Linked DNA regions of Sus scrofa: region 2 is linked to region 1. A link is a contact called in public HiChIP or PLAC-seq data. All regions are on one chromosome and are shown on one strand. The core of a region is the stretch at or near the end of the contact, and the rest is flanking DNA. Distances in the headings are between cores, read along the strand shown.

Evidence for each region. HiChIP or PLAC-seq counts read pairs in DNA pulled down with a chosen protein or histone mark.
Region 2: an H3K27ac HiChIP or PLAC-seq map of alveolar macrophages shows a contact between it and region 1. The contact joins two enhancer-like sites. A contact is called at or near these places in 3 of 47 Hi-C or Micro-C datasets (embryonic fibroblasts and liver) and 1 of 2 datasets of contacts at active chromatin or transcription factors (alveolar macrophages).

Annotation. Positions count from the first base shown.
Region 1 is chr12:4,378,913-4,383,808 of Sscrofa11.1, forward strand. No RefSeq gene overlaps it. Among named protein-coding and RNA genes, the nearest start is that of SEPT9, 34 kb to the left of the region's middle. Within about 2 kb of position 2,054, at least 38 of the 83 cell types and tissues checked have an H3K27ac peak or open chromatin away from gene starts, as enhancers often do. A contact at or near this core is called in alveolar macrophages, where this site is marked.
Region 2 is chr12:4,527,789-4,532,684 of Sscrofa11.1, forward strand. LOC100516105 (a long non-coding RNA gene) reads left to right here. Exons shown (of 2, transcript XR_297633.3): 2 at 1,304-1,525. Among named protein-coding and RNA genes, the nearest start is that of SEC14L1, 41 kb to the left of the region's middle. Within about 2 kb of position 2,678, at least 2 of the 83 cell types and tissues checked have an H3K27ac peak or open chromatin away from gene starts, as enhancers often do. A contact at or near this core is called in alveolar macrophages, where this site is marked.

The sequences.
Region 1 (4,896 bases), core at 804-3,303:
CAGGACCAGGTCTCTCTGCCATGCGATGCGTGCGCACACACGCGTGGGCATGCATGCGTGCGCACGAACACGCGCGCGCACACACGCACACACACAGAGGCATCTGCACGTCTCCTCTGGGCACCAGGAGCTCCCAGCCCTGTAATCAACTCCCGGGAAGGCACCAAATGCTATTTCAGGAAGGAGACCAAGACGGCCTTGAAGCCGGACTTTGGCTGGCAGTGAACACGCAAACCACACGGTGGACAAACAAACCACCGCCGGTCTCCCCGTGCCGCCGCCCCAGACCCCCAGTGCCAGAAGCAGGTCCCCCCACCCTTTCCCAGACTTCAGTGCCCACAGTCTCGGCGCCCACGGCATCGTAAGATGCCAAAGTGGCACAGTGGGAAATGAAAGAGAAAGAGGGAGGGAGGGAGAGCGAACTCAAATAAAAGCCAGACTCAGCAAAGCATCCTCTTCCGGGCATTAGGTCCCAGGACCTCGGAGAGTCAGAGAAAGAGAAAGATACCCACAAAAGTGAGTCAGAGACCCCTGAGTGCCGAAGTCCCGAAGGGCAAAGAGAGCTGTGAGTTGGGGGAAGGGCTGGCGGAGGGGCAGGGCCGCTTGCCTACCTGTGATCCGGTCTCTCTCCATCACTCCGGGTATATTTAGCAGCAGGCGGGAGTCCCGGCGTCCCCTCTTCCAGAGGCGTCCTCCCCTTTCTCACCCCGGCGCCCTCCCTCTTCTGCCGCCTCCTCCTCCAAAACTCTTTGTCTGGTCTAATTTCTTCAATCTGTTGCAATCACGAATGCATCCAAATTACCACATTTCCATGTGCTGATCATATGTCTGTGCTCCAAACTGAAGTAGCATTGTCTCTTTGAATCGAGAGGAAAGGGAGCGAAGGAGAGAAAATTTAAAAAAAAAAAAAAAAAGGAAGAAGAAGAAGGAGAAGGAGAGGCGGGAGCGCGGGCGGGACGTGGGCCTTGAAAAGCTCGCCGGGGGCTCCAGGGTCCTCCGGGCGGGCGAGGACCGCCGGCTGGCGGGGCTTTGTGCGCGGTGGCTCCAGAGGTGCGGCGCGGCTTCCGGCCTTCTCTCCACCCCCTCCAGCCCCTCCGCCCCGCGCTCCTCTCCTCTCGCTGCTCCTTTTTAATATCCACTTGGAGAAGCTTCACTTAAGCCTCTTGGAAACCAGCTCAGAGAGTCAAATTCCTGGCGACTTGCGAAGTCTTTCACTCCCGCCCCCTCGCCCCGCGATGCCGCGATTTCCTTTGGTTTAAAAAGCCTGGTTGCTGCCTGCCCGCCCCCGACCTCGGCCAGTCACCCCAACTCCGACCCAGCTGGAAGGAGGGGCAGCCGCACCCCAGGCCGGCGGCCGGGGGACCGGCCAGGAGGACACCTGAGGGGGATGAGCCCGGAGAAGTCACCCCTGCAGACACCCGGGTGTCCCTTCAGCCGCGGTGACAGAGGCAGCTGGCCGTCCCGCCCAAGTGGAGGGAGCGAGGGATGGAGACTTCCTGGAAGATTCCTACCACACGCTCATGAGTCAGTGAGTCTCCAGCTGTCCCGGGGAGCGAGCGCAGCTCCTTTGCCACCGACTTCCCCAGACTCAGCGCCTCTCTGGGCGGGGACACGGGGCCAGGCCAGGCTGGGGGCTCAGTGCTGCTCCCCGTGGTTCACCTGGCGACATGAGGGGCCAGCACGTGGTCAGAGTGAGGACTGGGGGCTGGGCTGGGGGCTGGGCTGGGGGGGCGGGTTGGGGGGATCCCCTCTGTCTTTAAGCTTCCTTCACCGCGAGGGTTCAAACTGGCAGCCCTCTGCCTGAGACACAGAAACGGGTTTTCTTCGCCTGACCCTGTTCAAAGAAAACGCGCATTCGTGCCAAAGTCGGGCGCGTGGGCAATTTCACCGAGGGCTCCAGGTTTTCCGCTTCTCTCGGGAAAGGGAGGGCATACGGCCACGTGGACGGAGCTTCCTGCCCGGACGAGCCTACCGGGCTGGTTGGAAGGGTGCTACCCCTTTAGATGAAGCCACGTTTTCTGGTTTGCTGTGGTTCCCACAGTCCCTTGACTCATTTTCATTATTTGCCGGCCCCTCCCCCAGGTGGCCTCTGAGTTTGCAGTCCCTCCCGCCCCACAGTCACATGGGCTGTGTCACAAGAGGCCCATGCACAGTTCTCTGTTGGATGGCACAAAGTCCTTGTCCCCTCTTGACCAGGCTCAGTCCCCAAAGCAATCTCCTAGGTAGCATGGCATCTTCTTGTGAGTGTGTACGGGGCAGCTGCGAGGAGGTGGGGGTGACATCTTCCGGGAGACACCAAACAGCAACCCCCACCCCCAGCAGAGCCTGGAGGACAGCTGCCTATGCTGCGAGGGAAGGTGGGGACAGAGATCCAGCCAAGGAGGACCCAGGGGCTCTGGGGGCACTGCGGGAGGCTGAATAACGGCCCCAGAGTTCTCACCGCCTAACCCCAGCACCTGTCAACGCGACCTTATGTGGAGAAAGAGTCCAGTTGCAGGTGGAATTAAATGAAGGATCATGAGACTGTCCTGGGTCCTTAACGCCATCTCCGAAGAGGGGGCAGAGGGAGATCCCCCTGCCACACACACACACACGAGGGGTGCACAGACAGAGCAGAGAGACTGAAGATGCTGGCCTTGAAGACTAGAGGGACAAGCCACAAGCCCAGAAGGCGGGCGGCCCCCAGAAACTGGAAGAGGCAGGGAACAGCTTCTCCCCCAGAGCCTCTGGGGGGAACAGGCCCTGCTGCGACCTGGACTTCAGACTTCCGGCCTCCAGAACTGTGAGAGGACAGATTTCTGTTGATTTAAGCCACCAAGGTGGCGGTCATTTGTCACAGCCGCCACAGGACTCTCCAAGAGGCACCACAGACCCCCCTGTATGATTTCACTTCATTCTAAAACATCGCATTCCACCAACCCCCGACAGGCGCTGAGTTAGAACAATGGGAATCATGAAAGGGTTTTGACTGATTTAACCTCTTTTCTGATTTCGAAAAAATAAAATCCTATTGTCTTATCTGATTATAAATGTAGTATATATGCAGTGTATTAAATTTAGCAACTATAGAACACGTATAAAGAAGAAACCCCTCTAATGCCATAGGGGACTCCCCAGTACCAATTCCCGCTGCAGGGAGCAGGTCCAGGAAGGCCCCAGGAGCTGGCAGACCCAGGCCAGGCCATGGGGGGCGTGGGGAGGAGGACAGCAGGCTGGGCCAGGCCGAGGAGCCTGCCACCCCGACTACCTCCCGCGGGCGCTGGCTGCTGCACAGGCGCTGGATTTTCTTGCTGTGGTTGGTGCAGCTGCTGAGCACAGCTTTGACCCTGGGCTTTCCCTCCCCCACCCCAGCCCGGCACAGTCTGGCTCAATGTCCATTCCCAACCATGCCTAAAACTCCAAGCATGCTGGCGCAAGCGGGGGATCATTTGAAACCAAAAACCTGGCAGCCCCCATTGGCCGTGTTAGTTCATGAGCTGAGCCGAGGCTGGACGCAGAGGCGGGGTGAGCCGGAGAGTGAGAGAAGGGCGCAGCCGACCCGCAGTGTTCACTGAGTCCACGCCGTGTCCCCAGCACCGGCCACTCAGGGGGCAACTGAATCCTGGCCTGAGTCCCCAAAGGGGGCTCCCCACGTGGCTCCTCCCTCCAGCAGAGCTCTGCGGTTTTGTAAAACTTTGTCCAGCTCTTCGCACGTAGCACAGAAAACCAGAGAGTGGTTCCAGGGAGTGGTTCCAGGGAGGGGCTGGCTTTTTAACCCGGCACTTTCCAAACTGAACCAACACCTGCCTTCGGCGGGGCGGTGGCGGGGGAGGGGGAGGCAGGAACCCCCAGGCCCCAGCTTTGGGGAGCCCTGCTGTGCCAGCCAGCAAGCCCCCGCTCCCAGCCACCCCAGCCTGCCCACATCCTGGGGTGGGCACCACTGCCTAGCAGCCCCCTCCAGACTGATCTAAAGGCAGTACCTCTGTCCTTCCCCCCCCCCCCACACAGACCTGAACCTGTGATCTGCATACTCCCGGCCCACCTTCTTTTTGATGTCGCTGTCACCAGCGGGAGGGCCCAGCTGCAGGGTAAGGAGGAAGAATGAGGCCTGCTTTATCTTTAAAGACACTGCCCCACCCCGTCCACAAAGCATCCAGCTGGTAGGGGGACACAAAAGTAAGAGACCACCCCAGTGAGCCCTGACTTCCAAGGGAGGCCTGGGTTGGGGGGTGCCCAGCAGCACAGAAAGGGGGCTAGAGCTCCAGGAGATTCTGACCCAGGCAGCAGGGGACCCAGGAAGGGGTTGCCGAGAGGGGCACAGCCTTGTTCCTGGAGCCTTCCAGGGAGGGGCCTGTGAGAAGGAGGGGGGAGAGGAATCACCCAAGGGGACACTTTCCTGGGCTCTGGGTTCGGATCTTGGGCCACCTCCCACCTCCCGCTCCCCTCAGGACTGGTAGAGGTACCTGCCACTTGTCTACAATTAGCTTCCAGCTATAGCGGGCGCCTATCTCTCTCTTTAAAAAGTGCCTTTCCCCTTCATTTCCTGCTCATCCCCAGACTCAAGCCCCGAAGTCTGCCTCCCTGAGTTAAAAATAAAGCAGCTCCATTCCCCCGGCCCGGCCCGCTGACCCTCCCGCAGCCACTGCTACTGTACCTGCCAGCAGAGCGGGCAGCCGGCCGAGACCCTCCAGGGCCGGCCCCAGTCTGGCCGCCTTCAACCTCCCAGAGCAAGACGAATTCCGGGCCTGGGGCCGGCTGCATTCCTCTCTGGAATCTTCGCTCCACTTTTTATTGTGCCTCAAGTTTCGGCTGTTCCTAAATAAATACGATCCGGCTACTCTGTGCTCTTGGGACGGCTGCAGGGTTTACTGGTGCAAACAGCCTGGGCCGGCCTGTTGCTTTGGGAGTTCTTCCAGG
Region 2 (4,896 bases), core at 1,428-3,927, 150 kb after region 1:
AGCCACAGCAATGTGCAATCCGAGCCACGTCTGCAACCTACACCACAGCTCATGGCAACACTGGATCCTTAACCCACTGAGCAAGGGCAGGGATCGAACCCGCAACCTCATGGTTCATAGTCGGATTCGTTAACCACTGCACCACGACGGGAACTCCAGGAACTGGGTTTTCAATGTTAACTTAAGTGTAAATGGCTGCATGTGTCTAGTGGCCGCCAGATGGGATGGCGCAGGTCCAGAACTTACCCGAGGGGGCAGTGATACCCTTCCTGGAACCGTGGCGCGCAGCTGCTGAGACGGGTTCTGCTTTGGGGAGAGTCTCTTTTTTTCCTTTTGATTTTTCAGGGCCGTACCCACAGCATATGGAGGTTCTTAGGAGTCGAATCGGAGCTGTAACTGCCCGTCTACACCACAGCCACAGCCACATGGGATTTGAGCCGCATCTGCAACCTACACCACAGCTCATGGCAACGCCAGATCCTTAGCCCACTGAGCGAAGCCAGAGATCGATCCCACGTCCTCATGGATACTGGTCGGGTTTGTTGACCACTTGAGTCACAGTGGGAATTCTGGGGACCCTTCCTGGGAGCTAACCCGCGACCGCTCACCGAGCTCCTTACTCTCGGTGTGTTCAGCCTGTTCCTGGGCGAGGCAGCTCCCCCTCCCGTCCTTGCCTGGTGTCAGCACGCGGTGGTGAAGCCATTCTTGACGTACGACAGTGGGCAGAGCGTTATGTCTGTGCTTTGCGGGGGTGTCAAGCCAAGGGTGGTCCCTGGTGGTCGGGATGGGAACGCAGGGGGCGGACGTCAGTAGGTGACCAGGACAACAGGAGGGAGCATTCCCGGGGGACCCAGCAGGATGCGGCCCCGTGACAACGTAAAGGCCTTTGCAGCCAAGGCAAGAAGCAAGCAAAGGGCTTGAGAGGCTTCAGGGAGCCCAAGAGCTGGGGGCAGACGGGACGACACAGCAGAGAGAGGGGGAGGTGTCGCGATAGATGGGCCGGCGTTGAGTTCGGAGGCTTTGTCCCACCTGCCGAGGGCAGGTTTCTCAGGAAGGCCCTGTGCAGGTGTGCAGGGCTCCGGGGGTCTGGGTGCCTGGGGCACTGGCGAGGGAGACCCTGGGTATGTCCTGGAGACTTGGAAAGACGGGGCTGGTGGGTCACCGCAGGGCGCCGTCCACCTCACGTTCTGCGTGAAGACTTTAGACTGGGGGGGGTGTTTTCTTGTGCTAACAGATTTAAATCCCCTGAATGTTCAGACTCTGGAAGTAGAGTAAAAACTGATCACGTGTCCTTTCTTTGCAGGTGAGTTTCTCGGAAGCGGTGTGCTCGCACGGGGGGCGGAGTCGCCGGTCTCCTTTCTGTCCGTTTGTCTGCGCGGAAGCGTGGTGTTTTGTTGCGGGACCTCCCTGGTCGGTTCGGTGTATTTCTTACTGACTTAATTGTTAAATGCGGACCTGCCTAGGACCCTGCTTTGTATGAGTGTGAATAAAAGGACTCAGACCCCAGGAGAGTTTGTAGACCTTACGGGTTCCACACCAGTGACCACGTTGCCTCTGTCCCCGAGGTGCAGACTCGACCAGAGAGCGACTTCCAGAGCCCCTCGTGCTCCTCTGTGCGAGGGTGAGCCCTGGGGCCTGGAGGGGCGTCAACGGTCAAGAAATGGTGGCGGGTGGGAGGAGGTGACTGTCGCCTCTGTCGTGACGGCGGGAGGTGCTCTAGGAAGGAGGGTGCAGCTTGGTCAGGGGAGGGGGTGCCTCACTCGGTGGAATTTCCCAGGTGTGACCACTGCATCGCAGCGGGTCCCCCCCCGGGGGGGGGGGCAGCACCGCAGTCCCTGGGTCCTCAGGTGCGCCGCTCACCCCTTGCTGACCTCCCTCCGGCCTGCAGGCCTGGTCCCCGCTTCACCGGGCACTGCCAGCCACCTGCTGGGCTGAGCAGCTTTTGGCCTCGGGGCTCGGTGCTGGGGCTGCCCCAGGCCACCCCCTCCGGGCTGCCAGTGCCCTGCCGATCACGTAGTCCCTCGGCTCCCGCCCCCCAGCTCCTGGGTGCTCGTGAAACCACCCCCGCCCAGTGTGCACACACACTGACGGCCAGGGGCCGTCGTCACAGAGGCTGGGGGCTCTGCCGGCACCGATGGGGCCATGCTTCCAGCCGAGAGGTCTCCGAGCCCCGTGTCTGCGAGTGTTTCTTGTCTGTTGGTAAAGGGGGAAAGGAAGTCCAGCCCGTGCTGTGGGCTGTGACGGTGTCGGTTGTGCACGCAGTGCTGTCCTCAGGCGTCTCTTGCCGTCGCTGCGCTGTGGTCAGGGTGTCTCGGGGCCGTGTCTTCTCTGCGGAACTGAGAGCTCCTCTTGGGTTTGGACCAGCTTGCTCCAGACCCAGGTACCTGCCCCATGTACCTGGCGACCCTCGACCTCACGGCCTGTTGCTCCGCCCTGTCCGTGCAGCTCAGTTCCTGGAAGGCCCGGCCTGTCGTGCCCGCCGAGGCCGGGCTGGAAGTGCGGTTACTGGGGCAAGCCTTGCGGGCCCTCCCGCAGGTGCCCAGGGAGGCATGGGCCATTCCAGGAGTGGCAGCCATCAGCTCAGATGACCCAGCCCGAGCTGCCCCCACCGGCAGGAGTAGCCGGAGGCTGCGCCGCCACCCTCCGCGTGACCTTGGGCGGGTCACTTCCCCGTTGGTACCTCAGTGTCGGTGAAGCAACGATGTTCGTGCCGAGGCTCCCGGCCAGGGCGCTGCTGCGGGTCTGCTTAGCCGGTCATGTGAAGCCCCAGGAGCACGTTGTGTCAGATGTTGCGTGTCTGTCACTGACATTTTTCCTTGAGTTTTCGGTGTATTTCAAAAAACTCGGAAAGGGGCTTGTTGGGGGAGAAATCCGGAGCTGATCAAATCCGTGCAACCAGGGCTGGGAACAAGCTGAGAGGCACTGGTCCCTGGGGACAGCAGACAGTACTTGTAGAAACCCCAGAGCACGCACATGCACTATTTCAACTGTTCTAAAGTGTGCGGTTTGGGGTTCCCTGATGGCTTGGTAGTTAAGGATCCAGTGTTGTCACTGCTGTGGCAAGGGTTTGATCCCTGGTCCAGGAATTCCTCATGCTGTGGCTGCGGCCAAAATATTTTTTTAAAAGTGTGCAGTTCAGTTTTTTTGTTTTTTGGGTGTTTTTTTTTTTTTTTTTAATGGCTGCCCCTGAAGCATAAAGAAGTTCCCAGGCCAGGGACTGAATCCACACAAGCTGCAGCTGTGATGTAGACCACAGGCGGGGCAACGCCAGAGCCTTCTCCCACGGTGCTGGACCCGAGCTGCTGCAGGTGGGTTCCTTTTCCTTCTTGCTTCCTTCCTTCCTGCCTCCCTCCTGCCCAGCAGCATAAGGAGTCCCTGTGTTAACGCTGGGTCCTTAATGCACTGGGCTGGGCTGGAGCTTGAATCCACGCCACCACAGGGACAAGGCCGGATTGTGCCACAAGAAGAGCTCCTTTTGCTTTCTCAGCACCTGTGCAGTGGCACGCGGTCAGCGGCCCTGTGCAGCTCTGGGACATTTTCATCACTCCTGGAGGACACCCCTCCTCCCGCCCCTGGGAACCTCTACTCTTTTTTTCTGTCTCTTGAGCTTTGCTGATTCTGGACACTTTGTAGGAGTGAAATCCTGCCCTCTGTGGCCTCGGGCCTGGCTTATTTCCCTCAGGTTCTTTCATTGTGCGCATGTCGGTGCTTTGTTCTTGTTCAGGGCTGAGTGCTATTCCCCCTGGCAGCCAGGGCTGCTGGGCTACATCCTAATCAGGGGACTGGAAGTGCCAGGTGTCCTGCTTGGAGCTGACGGCTTGTCTGGTGTGCTTCCTCTCCAGCAGGGAGGGTGGTGAGAGAAGCAGGACAGGGGCTGCCTTCCTCCCTTGTCTCCTGCCTCTCAGCGGGGGCCTTCCTCGCTGCCCACTCGGCAGTCCTTGAAGCAGAGCCTCCCTCTGGCCCCAGCCCAGGGGCTGCAAGCGGCTCCTAGGACGGTCTCAGAGGAAGAGAAGCCCCCTCCTCCACAATGCACCTGCCAGCCTCCTGCCCTGGCCCCACCTCTCTTGCCCACCCTCTGACTTCTGCTCTTCTTCAGGACATGTCCTGTAGCATCTGGAATTCTCTGGGTCTTGCTGGTACAGGCTAAAGAAACCCAGCTGAAGGTATGTTACAATGTAGGAGTTCCCTGGTGGCCTAGGGGTTAAGCAGCTAGCATTGTCACCGCTGTGACTCTGGTCACTGCTGTGGCACAGGTTCCATCCCTAGTCCCGGCACTTCCACATGCTGTGGGTGTGGCCAAAAAAAAAAAAAAACCACTGAATCCAGAGGTGGAGCAGCTGCTGGAGCCCAACAACCACAGGATGGAATCCCATCTTTGGGTCTCCGGCTCCCTGCCCTCCTTTCTCTCTGGGGGATGGGAATGGGGGGGGGCAGGGTGGAGAGCGGGGCACAGGCCACACAGCAACATCCTTAGGGCACCCAGGGCCTCCCCCCAGGGTCCAAGGATGAGTTCCGTAGGTGGACTAGCCCCCGCCCTGCCTCTTCCAGCCAGCAGGGGGCGTGCTGGAGACAAGACCTTTTGTTTTGGGGTTTTTTTTTTTTTTTTTTGCTTTTTAGGGCTGCACCTGAGGCATATGGAGGTTCCCAGACCAGGGGGGCAAATCGGAGCTGTAGCTGCCAGCCTACGCCACAGCCACTGCAACTCGGGATCCGAGCCGCGTCTGCGACCCACACCGCAGCTCACAGCAGTGCCAGCTGCTTAACCCCCGAGCGAGGCCAGGGATGGAACCTTTCTTTCAAAGGCAGTGATCAGGCGGGTGGGTACCACGCCTCTCGGAGGCGGGCTGCTCAGGGCGTCCAGGGCGCCTGAGGGACTGTGTTCGGCTTGCGTCTCCT